Regions from separate parts of the Mus musculus genome. Here region 1 is linked to region 2. A link is a contact called in public HiChIP or PLAC-seq data. All regions are on one chromosome and are shown on one strand. The core of a region is the stretch at or near the end of the contact, and the rest is flanking DNA. Distances in the headings are between cores, read along the strand shown. Region 1 overlaps Mad1l1 (MAD1 mitotic arrest deficient 1-like 1). Region 2 overlaps Mad1l1 (MAD1 mitotic arrest deficient 1-like 1).

What was found. HiChIP or PLAC-seq counts read pairs in DNA pulled down with a chosen protein or histone mark.
Region 1: a contact with region 2 is called in an H3K27ac HiChIP or PLAC-seq map of VIP interneurons, with 3 times the contacts expected there. The contact joins two enhancer-like sites. A contact is called at or near these places in 4 of 115 datasets of contacts at active chromatin or transcription factors (SST interneurons, VIP interneurons, astrocytes and 1 more).

What each region holds. Positions count from the first base shown.
Region 1 is chr5:140,248,328-140,254,982 of GRCm38.p6, reverse strand. All of the region lies in intron 10 of Mad1l1 (MAD1 mitotic arrest deficient 1-like 1), which reads left to right. Among named protein-coding and RNA genes, the nearest start is that of Gm16120, 44 kb to the right of the region's middle. Within about 2 kb of position 4,417, at least 23 of the 459 cell types and tissues checked have an H3K27ac peak or open chromatin away from gene starts, as enhancers often do. A contact at or near this core is called in VIP interneurons, where this site is marked.
Region 2 is chr5:140,011,181-140,018,513 of GRCm38.p6, reverse strand. The region is part of intron 17 of Mad1l1 (MAD1 mitotic arrest deficient 1-like 1); the gene reads left to right. Among named protein-coding and RNA genes, the nearest start is that of Gm30492, 81 kb to the left of the region's middle. Within about 2 kb of position 4,458, at least 29 of the 459 cell types and tissues checked have an H3K27ac peak or open chromatin away from gene starts, as enhancers often do. A contact at or near this core is called in VIP interneurons, where this site is marked.

The DNA.
Region 1 (6,655 bases), core at 3,168-5,667, 240 kb before region 2:
AAGATGCTGAAATTTGTTATGGTTGATTGGGTGGGCAGAAGAAGAGCAGTGAGTAGCCCATCTCCCATGGCTGTGTCCCCTGCCAGGTCTTATGCTCATTCCAGCCATTTACTGTTTGTGCATGAGCCAGCTCCTGGGCCTGTCAGGAACACAGGCCAAGGCCTCAAATGTCTGCCTGGTTCTTTCTACCCAGTATGAATGGTCTTTGGCAGAGCAGTTGAGCCAGCTTGCATCTGGTGAGCTCTCTCCATGTGTCCTCAATGGTAGCCCCTACTATGTATTTTAGGGATGCTGTGGGACCTGCTCACACTGATCACATGCCTGTCCTCAGTGGCTCCAGGTCAGGCTTTAGGGGTTGCTGGTCGCAATTCATATACCCCTAGAGACGTGGCTGGGGTCTCTGGAGGAACACCCCTAGAACCTATACTTTCACTCTTGGGACACAGGGAGGAAACGTCCCCTGTAGCTCAGGGCTTCTTGTTACTAGTAGATTGGCTGTATAAATACTTGTTTCTGAGCTGACTATATCTAGGCTCCTTATAGGCCTGTGGGAGGCTTAGTTTGTTGGCTGAACTTCCTGGCTTACAGTTTAGTGCTAAGGCTGAGAGTATGGTTGCAAACACTCGTGTTTCTAAAACCCAGCCAGGGTGGCCCTGTACAGCTGGCCAGACAGACTGACCTGCCACCCACTTTCTGTGCTATGGTCTGTCTATAATGGCCCACAGTTTGTGTCCTAGCTCAGGTCTTGCTGAGGTGTTTGTTTCTTTCTTCCATGCTAGAATCCATGTCACTCTGTGTCATTGCCTTTGTTAAAGTGACAAACTATATCATTCTTTTCTACAGTTGTCTCTAGACATCTGCTTTCCACGCAGCTGTCTGAGGGACACTTTCTGACTCAGGTCACGCCATATTGTCCCCACACCTGAGCCTTCCCCTGGTGCTGTGTCCTCAGGGTGTGCGCAGTTTCCTTGCCAGGTTTTCACCACAGCAGCATCCTCTGCTGCTGCTCTGTGTTGTCCGGGGTCTGTGCACCTTCTCTAGGCTGCCTTTCCACCTCCTTCCCCAGGCATTATTAGCATCATGTTCTTGGCCTTATTTCCTCTGCTGACTTGGCAGACCCATCAAAGCTAGGATTTTTGTTAAAATGAATATATGTTTGCCTCTGTCTAACTCTGCCTGTGCTCCTCTGCTTGTCTTTCTCGGTGCAAGGCTTGTGCTGGCTTTTCTTACAGTGAGCCAACCATTATCCCCACCATAGCACATGCTCTCTGCAGCTGAGGTGGAGGAGCCAGCACCATTGGCAGGCCCACAGGCCCATGGATTTGGTCCTCCCTCACATCTTAGCCAAGCCATGAGGTTATTGGCTGTATATGAAGCCCAGCAGGAGCCCTTTCCCCACTAGCCTGGACTAGTCTCCCTGTCTCCCTCCTTGGCTGCTCTGCACTCAGTATCATCTGAGGTGTCCCAAGGGTCACTGCCTTTGTCCCCTCTTGTCCCACAGTTGTGTGGACTCTGAATGCACTTGCTTCTGTCCTCCCAACCTCAAGTGGTTGCACAGCTCTAAGATGTGCTATGCCTGTCCACACAACTTGAGGGCTTCTCCCCTTCTCACCACTGCACCTTGGCCTCTCATCTTCTGTGGGACTGTCATGACCTCCCAAGTTCCCTTCCTACTGTCTCTTCAGTTCCCTTCTTTCTGTCCCTTGTCAGTTCACATGCTCCTTTAGGTAGGGCATTTCTCCCAGGTTCCACGTTGCATGTTGTTGGGTAAGGTGTCTTCCTTAAGGAGACATGAACAGTCATCTATTTCCCCCCAAAGGGAGCATCAGTGACTGACCAAAGTAACACCTCCACCTGCCTCGCCTGTAGAGCCACTGAGTTCATTGAGCTCCTTATGTAAGACCATGGTGGAGGGGCACTTACAGAAGCATAGGTGAGCCCCACGTGTCAACTGGAAATCCCCATGCCAGCATGGAAGAAGACAGCTGCATAGCTGCATAGCTGGAGTTGCTACGGCACTTGACACTGCAGACACTTCCGCATGCCTCCAGTACCTCTGAGACCATGAGCAGCAGGGACAGAATTACAGGCAGGTGGGAAAGGGGGTCGAGGACAGGAGGGAGGGACTGGGGTCTCAGGATTTAATGATCCTTTCCTTTTTATGAGAGAGTATCAGCAGGCCTGTCTCTTTTGGGGGCAGGGATTCAAGACAGGGTTTCTTTATGTAGCCCTCGATGTCCTGGAACTCATTTTGTAGACCAGGTTGGTCTTGAACTCACAGAGATCCACCTGCCTCTGCCTCTCAAGTGATGAGATTAAAGGCATGCGCCACCACCGCATAGCTAGCAGGCCTGTTCTTCAGGGCTGTTTGTGAGTAGTCACAGTTGCTGTGGTATGTATGGTAATGGCTGCTATGGTGACTGTGTGCCCGGTATCTAGTTCATTCCCAAGAGGTATTTACTGAGTAAATAAAGTTCCCATCAGCTTGAGAATGGGGTGTTGTGATGGCTCTGGCTTCTTAGGGACTTGTGGTGTTGTCTGTGGCTTGTAAGCTCATCTTTGTCTCCCTTCCCTGCTGTCCTCTATTCTGTCACTTTGGGTCCCTGTTTTTACCAAGTGTGGCAGCAGCAGAGCTGGGGACTTAGTGCCTTGCATTGCCTTTGGCTGGTCTGCAATTTGGCACCAGTAGTGTACGTAGCATCTGTCAGCTCTCAGCCACCCCCAGCCTACCTGCTTCAGCCTAGGGTAGCTGAATGGCTTAGCATTATAAGTATAGCATTTGATTGGAGGCCACACCCTCATTTCTGTTCAGAGCCTAAGCAATAAGCTGTCCCCAGTTTCCTCTCATGTGGTACATGGGAGGCATTCTGTGCCAGACCTGAGGCTGTGCCAAGTGGGAAGAGGCAGAGTTCCATTCTGGTAGGGCTTTGTGTGCACTGGGCCTCGGCACAGGTCTGGCAGTGGCAGTGTTGGGCAGCAATGGTGTCACCCTGGGCCGTCTGCAGAGACGCAGGGTGCAATGGAGGCAGGTGAGGGGGCAACATATAACTATGCATGATGAGTGCCCATGCATGTGGGGTGCGTGTACTTGTGTGGACAGGGACAGGTGTGGAGATACAGAAGCATGGAACTTGTGTAAGCTGTATGCATTCCACCGGCTATAAAAGTTGTTGAGGGAACATTTCTTAGCAGATGCTAAGATGTTTTGTTTAGATCCTGTAATACCAGAACTGGTATTAAGCAGCTTAAAATTTGCCTTGGAATGTGGAGAGTGGCTACCTGAGTCTGAGCACTTTTCTCGTGCCTTCTGCAGCACTAGTGACATAGAGCTCATGGCTGTCCTGCAAGGAGTATGCTGCTCTTAGCCACCTGCAGACCCAGGAGTGCCTGGCTAGGACTCATGGTCGTCTGAGGATGTCTGACTCTATGCACGTTTACCTCCTACCCACACATCTACCTTTCCCTTCCTTGTGACAGTGGGCTCTGTGGCCTTTCTTTGGAAGCTGGAGTGGCTCAGCAGGGAATCCCTCTATCCTGATTCTCTTTAACTTTTTTTTTTTTTTTTTTTTTTTTTGAGACAGGATTTCTCTGTGTAGCCCTGGCTGTCCTGGAACTCACTCTGTAGACCAGGCTGGCCTGGAACTCAGAAATCCACCTGCCTCTGCCTCCCGAGTGCTGGGATTAAAGGCGTGCGCCACCACGCCCGGCTCTCTTTAACTTTTATGTCAACTGTGGGTCAACACTGAGCCTGCCTCCCAGAACCACTCACATAGTAACCTGGGCATGGCTATGCAGGCTGCCCACACCAAATTGATCTGGTCTTGTTATATCCCAGACTGCAGAATGCACTAGGCATTGTGGTATTTGACTAATGGGCTAGTCCAAGCTCAAGACAGTTTACCTACCAAGTAATGGCTCCTACTTACCATCTCTTCCTCTGATATCCCTATCAGACAAAGGCTTTGAGCATGGCTGTGTAGCAGTGTTTTGTTAGTTCCTGTGTACAGGTTGTCACCTTCCATCTGGTAAGTTCAGGTTCCATAGAACAGGCCCAGAGTGCTGCTATTGAGGTTTAGGGACCCAGTGGGCTGATCTCTGATACTATTCCTGCTTATACAGTCCCCTTATCACACTGTGTTCTGAAGGGGACATGAAGGCAGGCAAGTTTAACTGGAGGCTCCCACAGTGCCCACCATAGCTGGGAATTCCTAGCCTCTCTGTCCGAGCCTGATCCCCACCCCCTTTAAGATACCCCCCTCTTCTTGCCTGTGTGTGTTTCCTTCCTTCCAGGAACAGAACCCAATAGCACTGTCAAGAGCTGTCTGTGCTTGAGCCGGGCCAGGTTTATGCTCTGAGCATAGGGCAGCTTCAGAAGGCTTTGGCAGCTGGCTGCAGTGCCCAGCTTTGGACATGAGATGGTGCCTGCAGCATTTCGAGCCCTATCTGCTCACTCCTCAAAGCTTCCTTCCATAGCCTCCCCAGTGGAGGCATCCAAACCAAGTCTATAAATTTTGTGACCAGTTAGTAGGAGAGAGAGTGGAGAGATAAAGAGAGGCTGGAAAGACCTTGAGATGGGTGGGCATCTGTCATAGGTGCCTACCTGGAGCTCACTTCTGCTCTTGAGCTGTATAATCTTTACCTTCCCATTCTTTGCTGGGGTGGGCTGGTGAGTCCAGGAGGGAGGGAGGGAGGGAGGGGGAGACAGGGGGGGGGAGAGACAGAGAGAGAGAGAGAGAGAGAGAGAGAGAGAGAGAGAGAGAATGTATGTGTGTGTGTAGTGATATAAGCCCCAACCCTAGCTTGGCTTTGGCTCTGTTTAAGACATTCCTGTTTCAGGCTGCCTCTCTTCTACTGCTTTGCCTTGAGACCAAGTCTGGGTACCCACATCCCCAAAAGGATGGCCAGTGCATCCTGGGATACAGAGCAAGGCTTGGGTCCTTTACTGAATTTGTGGAGATACACAGCTGTGAGGGTGAAAGGCCCCTTGATGATAGGCCCTGTGTGTGGTGGGAAGATGTGCATACTCCTTCTTCAAGGGCCAGGTTGCTGTGCTCCAGGCCTACCCAGCCCCAACCACCCAGTCATGGAGTTGGGGAGGGCCAGCGTTCCAGACCCGGCCCTCTTAGTCTGCTTGTGCTGGCTCTTCAACTAGGGGAGCTGCGGTTAACATTTCTCACCCACACGGACTGTTGCTCTGTATGTCTTGCATATCCATATTTAAAATGGTATTTACATATTCATGGGTTTTTAAATAAGCTCTTATTGTTAAGGAATGTAGAAGTGGATAAAATGTGAAACTCCCTCTTTTATTCAAGCACCAGAGAAAACGTCACCCCCATCTACCCCAATGCAATCACTTTCTGAGTGCTTAGCTCTGTTGCCATGGGAGCTGCCCTGTCCCATGGTCCTCTCTCAATTCTGCCCAGCCCGTGTCCAGCATACAGCATACAATACACAGCATGGCTCACAGCATGCCCACAGCCATGTCCTTTTCTTGTCATACTCTGGATCCCTCTGATGTGACCCTTACTTCCTGATAGAGTCCTGAAGACACCATCCCCATTTTTCCCCTCATTCATTTGTATGTATGTGTACATGTGTGTATATGTGTGTACATGAAGGCCAAGGGTGTCTTCTTCCATTACCCTCACTTTCTGAGACAATGTCTTTTGCTTGAACCTGGAGCTCACTGATTTAGGTAGACAAGCTTCTCCAGTGTCCTGTCTCTTCCTTCCCAGCGCTGGAGTTACAGACATCCACTATTGCCCCTGGCTTTTTGGAGGGTTTCAGTGATCCAAACTCAAGTCTCCTGTTCCCACATCCTCCTGCCCCCCCCCTTTTTTTTGGAAGAAAAATTAAGACAGATAAAGCTTGTCGTTTTAGAAGTGGCAGAGTTAGAGATGCCGTTGTCATTACGTGTCCCTGCCTTGGCCTCAGGTACTCCTTGTTCTGCAGCTGGTGAATAGGGATTTGAAGGACCAGTGTCTTTGCACTTTCCTTTTCTATAGAGACAAGAAGCAACCACTCCCTTCTCCCTCCATAGTCCTATAAGGGTCATGGGCCAGACAGACCTAGTAGGACTGCCAGTTTTACATCTGGAGCTGTCTGAGCCTTTGCTTCTGGGATGTCTGTCTGTAGGAAGCCCATTGGAGAGCACTGTAGACGGAGAGAGTGGAGGAGCCAAGGAAGGAAATTTAGTGGACTAGCCTTGGCTGGGGTGGGGGGCAAGTTGAGTAGGCATTGGGTAGGTTCCAGAGATCCATAGAGGTGTGGCTGTGCTCTTCTGGTCAGTGGCTGGCTAGCACGAGGCAGCGGATCAGTGCAGGGCTCTAAGGTTTGAACAGTAAATACTTGGCTGGAAGAGCCTTTAGGGACTCTTAAGAATTTGACATCACTTTGACAGAGGCAGACTTAATACGCATAATTTCTTGTCTCTGTCCTTTACATCCCTTTCCTAAGCATGACATCATGTTTGGTCAACTCAGTGAGGCCTTCTTGTAGACCATGGTGTCTGGGAAGCCCAAGGAGACAGCAATAGACATGATTGTATCAGTAGTAGAAAGCAGATGTGCAGAAAACAGTGTGTAGGAAAGAGCAACTGAGTAGTGCCATCTGCATTCCACATAGCTTTAGGAGTCTCTGCTGAGGCTGTAGC
Region 2 (7,333 bases), core at 3,209-5,708:
AGAAGTCAGGCACAGTGGCTCACACTTGTCACACCAGTACTGGGGAGGCAGACAACAGTAGGTGTTAGGGCTTTCCAGGCAGCCACATTCCGGATCTATGAGAGATCCTATCTCAGTGATGAAGAAGGCTGTCCTCTGGCCTCCACGTGCACATAAACATACATACACCTGAGCAAACACCCCCTCCCCCCACAGAGCCACACACATAAAATGTGTTAACTTACACACTCTGTATATCTGGTTTGAGGTGAATGTGTGCTTTCTTTTTCATGGGTAATAGTTGAGTCACCATGAGTCTCCAGTGCCAGGCAACCTTGTATTCTTGGAGAAGCCTGAGTGGGTTACTGTTTGGAATGGGCAGGCACTTGGTCCCAGCAGGTTACTCTACCTGGGGAAGTCTGGAGACTTTAGGAGGTAGGGCCTTACTAGAGGAAACAGGTCATTAGGTGTGTACCCTTTAGTGCTATGTGGCCTATGTCGTCCTGTTTGGCCCCAGTATTCTCCTCTGCTTCTCAGCCAAAGGGCTCTAAGGGTTCTATTTTGCCATGGCTCCTGCCATGACTGAGAAACTGGAAAACAAAGCATCTTTCAGTGTTTTTTTTTTTTTTGCAGCTATATAATGTGACTGATGTGGAGGCAGAGGGGCTGGGGAGTGGCTCAGTCAGTAAAACGTTTGCCTTGCAAGCGTGAAGACTTGAGTTTAATCCCCAGAAATATACATTTTTAAAATTGGGGCTCAGGCTTCTATCCTTGTGCTGGGGAGATAGAGACAGGAGGATCCCTGAGGCTCATGCCAGCCTGGCCAGCCTAATCAGTGGACACCAGGCCAGGGAGAGACTGTCTCAAAAAATAAAATCCAAGGCAGACTGTACTTGGACTAACATCCAAGGTTGACCTGTGGCCTTCACACGTGTGAGCATACATGTGCAAAGGTAGTTACACAAGTGGCTCACACACAGTTGTAAGGTAGTTTCACTGCACGGTGAGAGGGCCCTTGTTTTGTAGTTTGTGCCTTTTCTTTAGGATGTCTTCAGATTTTGATTTCATAACAGAGCTGAGTAGGGTTGACAGGTTTTTGGTTTTTGGTTTTTCAAGACAGGGTTTCTCTGTATAGCCCTGGCTGTTCTGGAACTTACTTTGTAGACCAGGCTGGCCTCAAACTCAGAAATCCGCCTGCCTCTGCCTCCCGAGTGCTGGGATTAAAGGCGTGCGCCACCACAGCTTTTTAGAAATCATCTATGTAAGTGGCTAGAGGTATGGCTGAGTGGTAGAGAGCCCAGAGTCCTCCTGAGCCTGGAGAGAGGCTCAGCAGAGGCTCTTACTGTTATGCATGCGCCTCTGGGGTCCATCCTCAGAAATGCAAAATGGCTAAGTAGATGGGTGAGTGGATTGATGAATGGTTGCTTTATTGTATAGATCAGCTTGGGAGTCAGGCTTGTAGGCCTTGTGTGTCTGAAGACCCTTCAAGGTTGTTATCCCACAGGTGTTGAGTTCAGGGTTGCTGGTCCACTCTTTGTTGCCCCCTGTGGTGGTTTGAATATGCTTGGCCCAGGGAGTGTCACTATTTGGAGGTATGGCCTTGTTGGAGTAGGTGTGTCACTGTGGGTGTGGGCTTTAATACCCCCACCTTAGCTGCCTGGAAGCTAGTATTCTGTTAGCTGCCTTCAGAATAAGATGTAGAACTCTCAGCTCCTCCTGTACCATGCCTGCCGGGATGCTGCCATGCCTCCGCCTTGATGATAATGGACTGAACCTCTGAACCTGTAAGCCAGCCCCAATTAAATTGTTGTCCTTGTAAAAGTTGCCTTGGCCGTAGTGTCTGCTCACAGCAAGGAAACCCTCACTGAGACACCCCATTATCTCCTTACCGTCATTGTTTTCAGGGAGAAATACACTGCCGCTCTTATCTTCGTTCCTCTGTAGAGAAAGCATTTCTGCCCCACCAGCTGCTTGGAGATCTTGTTTTCCCTGAAGGTGAGCAAGCTGGAGGTGTGTGTTCTGATGCCGTTTTCTTCTTGCCTTGTTTGGAGTGTGTGTCATTTCCTCAAGAATCTTTCCATCCCCCATGTCGGTTACACATCACTGGATAACAGCTCCCAGTGGCCAGTTCTGAAGGCAGGATCTGAGGAGGCACTGCTCAAGGGCTCCCTTGACCGCAGTCACCTAGGGTCTCCTGGGAAGGATGGGTACAGACCCTTACACAGAGCCGTCACCAGGGTGTTTCCTCCGTAGCTGCTGCCTGGAAGCCTCTGTCAGTTCTCTGTCACACACGGGGCTGCTCACTTGGAAGTAGAGAGTCCAGCAGCACCATCAGAGCTGAGTGTGAGGTAGCAGAACCCTCCCAGCTTGGTGCCACACAGCTGGTCTGAAGCCGATCCCAGCCAAGGGTGGGGACTGATGCGGCTGTGTTACCTGGATGTGGTTTGTTGAGAGCTGTTCACAGGCACCACTATGCTCTGGCCTCTGCTTTGGACTCTAGATGTATGTGGAGCCCTGTCATATGACCCTGTCATGTTACCCATAGATGGGTGGGTGATTTCTCCTTTGTCATTTTGGTATCTCCTCCCCTGGCGTCTCTGAGATTACTCATCCTCTCAGGGCAGTGTGTGGCCCTGCTCATCCTGTTTCTTGGGGCCATGCTCACTGTGGGGTGGGCTGGGCCTTCTCCTGCTTTTCTGTCTCTGAGCTTTTGGTCACATGGTGTGAAATAACGGTGAGGTAATGTTACCCATGAGGGCTGTCCCCTAGTCCTCATTTCTTTTCTCTGTGAGCCGTGCATTCCTGAGTTTTCCGGTAACCAGCTGACCATCAGTGGGTACTGACTCTGCCTTGTCTGGGCCCCAGACTTCTGTAGATTACAGTAAATATTGTTGACTTTGCAGTAGAGTTATCTGGAAGCAGTTTGAACCTTGGAGACCTTGGTTTAAGATTTGTGAGGTAGGACCCAACTGTAGGGATTCCTTCTGCCCTGCCACTGATGTCAAACCTTTTCAGTGTCTCCTGAGTCCCCACAAGCTGTCCTGGGGCTGGGAGAGAGGGCAGTTTTCAGCCCTGGGAGCTACAAGTGCTGGCTGGCTTCCCTCTGGTCTTTTAATTTGTTCTGGCCAGGTGGCTTTTTACACCAGTTGCCAGTCACCATCCAACAGAAGAGAGCACACTTGAAGTCATCTCCTCCTCTCCCACGTCAGCCCTCTCCCTGCAACCTCAGGACCCCCATTTCTATTTGTCCCTTTAGGTCCCTTGACTTGAAAACTGTGCTTCATAGTTTGTGGTTTGTGGTACCTTTCACATGTGTGATTGTATGAGTGACTATATGCATGCATATATGCACATGTAGTAGGTTACAGGAGTCCATATGCTTGTGGGGGGGCATCTCCTCAATGCCTTCATTTGTTTACTTATGGGGTGGGGCACGTGCACAACGTTAGTGGGGCCAGAGGAGAGTTGGTTCTCTGCTTCTACTATGTGAGTCTGAAAGATCAAACTCAGGTCATCAGGTTCGGTGATGCACCTCTACCTGCTGAGCCCTCTGGCCAACTCTCTATCTTATTTTATGAGGCAGGATCTCTCAGTGAAGCTGCAGCTTACTGGCTCAGCTAGGCTGGCTGGAATCTGCCTGTCTCAGCTCTCCTAGAGACAGGGTCACAGATGTGCCATCCCTGGCTTTAGAGCAGGGTTATAGATGCTTCCTGCCATGTCTGGCTTTAGAATAGTGTTACGGATCTGCACTGCTGTCCCTGACTTTAGAAGCATACAAGAGACCTGGACTTAGCTCCTCGTGGGTACCATGGGCTTTTTACCCATGAGACCTCTCCCTGGCTCCTTGTCTCATTTGGACTATTTCTTAGGGTTAAGTGACTCAATTCCTATTCCATTGCCTTGACCGAGAGCTCTGCACGTGGGTTGGAGCCTCTGAATCTCCTACGGCCCCCCACAAAGGCACCAGTCCCTGTTTTATATGAGGATACTAGCTCAGAGAAGGAAAACAGTGTTACACCCTGGTCACGCAGCAACTAAGAGTGACAGCTGGGGTGTATCTCACCAGGTGATGTCAACGCTCTAAGTATGATGGCTCCAGGAAAAGCCACTCTCAGAGACCCAGGGCCCTGTAGGTGGCAGACAGACGAGGGAGGAGACCAGCTCAACTTTTGTGTCTCCCTGCCGTTGGCAAGATGACCAAGGCTTCAGAGCAGAGCAACCCGGGTGCCCTGGCTCTCCCACACTCCAGTGTCCGGGCTGTAGAAAAGTGACTTCCTGCCTTTCCCCTTTCCTCAGGGCTGAATTGCACAGCCTCCCGTCCACTACTGTTTTCCTCTCTGCCCCCTCTTCTCTAGGATGTCCTGGGCCCCCGTAGCCTCCGAGCATATAGGAAACCTGTGAAGGGCCAGGGCTCCCTTGTCTGCCCTTTAGATAGAACCCACAGGCTCTGTCCCTGCCCTGTATCCTCCATTCCCTCCCAAAGCTGCAGGAGCAGCTGTGGAACTCTGAAGCAAAGCGCAAGCCTGGGGGACGCAGTGCTCATAAATAGAAAGCATCTAATAATAATAATTGTGGGTTTGAGACTCGTTAGGGGCTGCAAGGCCCAGCCTCACCCCCCCCCCCTCCACACACACACACAGCTCCAGAGGGAAAGGTCACCCCTAGCCAGGATGGTAAATTCTTTTCATGCTTTGTCATTAGCTCACACTACATTGGATACTTTCCTTGGCACAGTTCAGCAGGGACACCAGGCAAGCCATTTGCCATACAGACAGTTTCTACTCTTGGAATTCCACGTGGGTCCATCATTATCAGCCCTGTCCTCATCATCCTGAACTCATGTCCGCCAGTTCCTTCTGGGGTCTAGCAACTTGGGGCACAGGAGGAAGATGGAAGCCTGGTCATACTGGATGCCAGCTATCCTAGAGCACACTGGCACAGCACTTCCCATGAGCCACTGGTCCCAGGTTAGGTGAGAGGGAGCTCTGGTGGGTAAAGGAGGGAGGGACTTGGGGCAGGTATAAAATGGCTGTCATTAAAAGGGTCCCTGGGCTGAGCTTACTGAAGTAGTTTGCTGTCTCTACCACCCAGATAGCACAGGCTCTCAAGGCCTGCACACTGCACACACTGACAGTGTGAGCCAGGGTGGGGATGGCAGCCACTGTAGTGTCAACAGAGCAGAGGGGACATCTATCCCAAGTATAGATGCTGAGGAATAGGGAGACTGTGGAGGGCACCATGTTCCCTGGGCTTGAGCAGATAGGGACTCACCCAGTGCTGGCTCATGGAAGGTCCTTAGCATCCCTCTGGCCATGTGCTCAGCCACCCCAACATCCCTGTCTGGATCTCCTTGGCTTCACACACACAAGTCACATCCCCTACCCAAAGCCCTACAGCCCTGCAGGCCTTGGGATCAGACTCCTGCTGGAGGTGGAGGCATGGGTCAAAGTGCAGAGGCTGACAATCGTCAGCAGTGGGCATCTTCATCTCTGCTGCGCTGGTCCCCAGCACAGAGGGAGAGGGAGCTAGAGACGGCACATGCACGTAGCCCATAAATATGTCTAACCGCAGCCAGCACGTCTAACTGGGCAATTTGCTTTTTAAAAAATTGCGCTCTAATTTTAAGTGAACAGCCCCTAATTATGGTGATTTGCAGGCACCTGGGAACCGGGTGGCATTTGAACACGGCAGAACAGTGCAGGGACTGATTGGCGGGGTGTCATTCAGCCCGCACTTGCTGATAAGCCAGGACCACTTCACTGGGTGGGTCTGTACCAGGAGGTGAGCCTACCCGTGCCAAGGCGGGCAGGGCAACGGGAGGAGAGAGAGAGTGGGAGAGGGACTGTGGAAGGACCTAACTGGGCCATGCCCAACTTGTGTACAAACCTCAGACTTGGTTTTGTTTGAGACTTGCAAAGAGAGACATTTCCTGCCCCTCCAACCTCCAGAAGGACCTGCCAGGACTTGTACTGGCCACAAAGAGGTTCCGTGAGCAGATACCCAACCGGGTTGGAGTGGGTTTCATGTGGCCTCTTTAGCTCTTGCCTATTTATCAGGAGAGGCGAGTGGTGCTGGCAGCTGAGACAGGTCTCTTTCAGATAAAGAATGGGTGTGGTGGCCTGTCATCTGAGCTACTTGGAAAACAGATGCAGAAGGACCATAGTTCAAGGCCAACCTGGGTAACTTGGGAGACCTTCTCTCAAAATAAAACAATATTAACAAGAGGACTGGAGTGTGGCTCAGTGGTAGAGCCCCTGCCTAGAATCCCCCAGTGAGGGGCTGGGGGTGTGGCTCAGTGGTAGAGCCCCTGCCTAGAATCCCCCAGTGAGGGACTGGGGTGTGGCTCAGTGGTAGAGCCCCTGCCTAGAATCCCCCAGTGAGGGGCTGGGGTGTGGCTCAGTGGTAGAGCCCCTGCCTAGAATCCCCCAGTGAGGGGCTGGGGGCGTGGCTCAGTGGTAGAGCCCCTGCCTAGAATCCCCCAGTGAGGGGCTGGGGGTGTGGCTCAGTGGTAGAGCCCCTGCCTAGAATCCCCCAGTGAGGGGCTGGGGGTGTGGCTCAGTGGTAGAGCCCCTGCCTAGAATCCCCCAGTGAGGGGCTGGGGGTGTGGCTCAGTGGTAGAGCCCCTGCCTAGAATCCCCCAGTGAGGGGCTGGGGGCGTGGCTCAGTGGTAGAGCCCCTGCCTAGAATCCCCCAGTGAGGGGCTGGGGGCGTGGCTCAGTGGTAGAGCCCCTGCCTAGAATCCCCCAGTGAGGGGCTGGGGGTGTGGCTCAGTGGTAGAGCACCTGACTACAGTTCTCTAGTGAAAGGACTAGAGGTGTAGCTTGATGTTAGGGTACTTACCTAACCTGTGTGATGCTCTGGGTTCCATTTCCAGTACCACACTTAGACAGACACACATCTGGGGAGGGGCAGGGGAGACATGACACCCAGAAGTTCCTGCTGAGGGGACCCAGACCATGGGTGGGCTGGGACAGGAAAGAACCCTGGAGGTTCTCCTTCCACCCTAACCCACCCCCACCCAGCCAGCTCTGCCTGCTCCTTCCCAAACAGCTGCCTCAGAGTCAGCCCCTGTGACATTTCAGGAAAAACATTGCGAGTCGAGAGCAGAAGGGAGAAATGAAAGGATTTTCTCAAGAAAAGGTCAGAGTGGTTTCTCTTATTTTTGTTTAAAGATGGTTTGTGTTGAACTATGACAAGGCTAAATGTATTAAGGGCCATGGGAACAGGCTGGGGGTCGGCCTACGTGAGAAAACAGGAGGAAAACCCAGGTAACAAGCAAGACAGGAGACAGCTTGGGGAAGCAGTGAGACAGAGCCTCCCATTCCCTGATGGCCCTTGAGGGATGGGGTGAAAG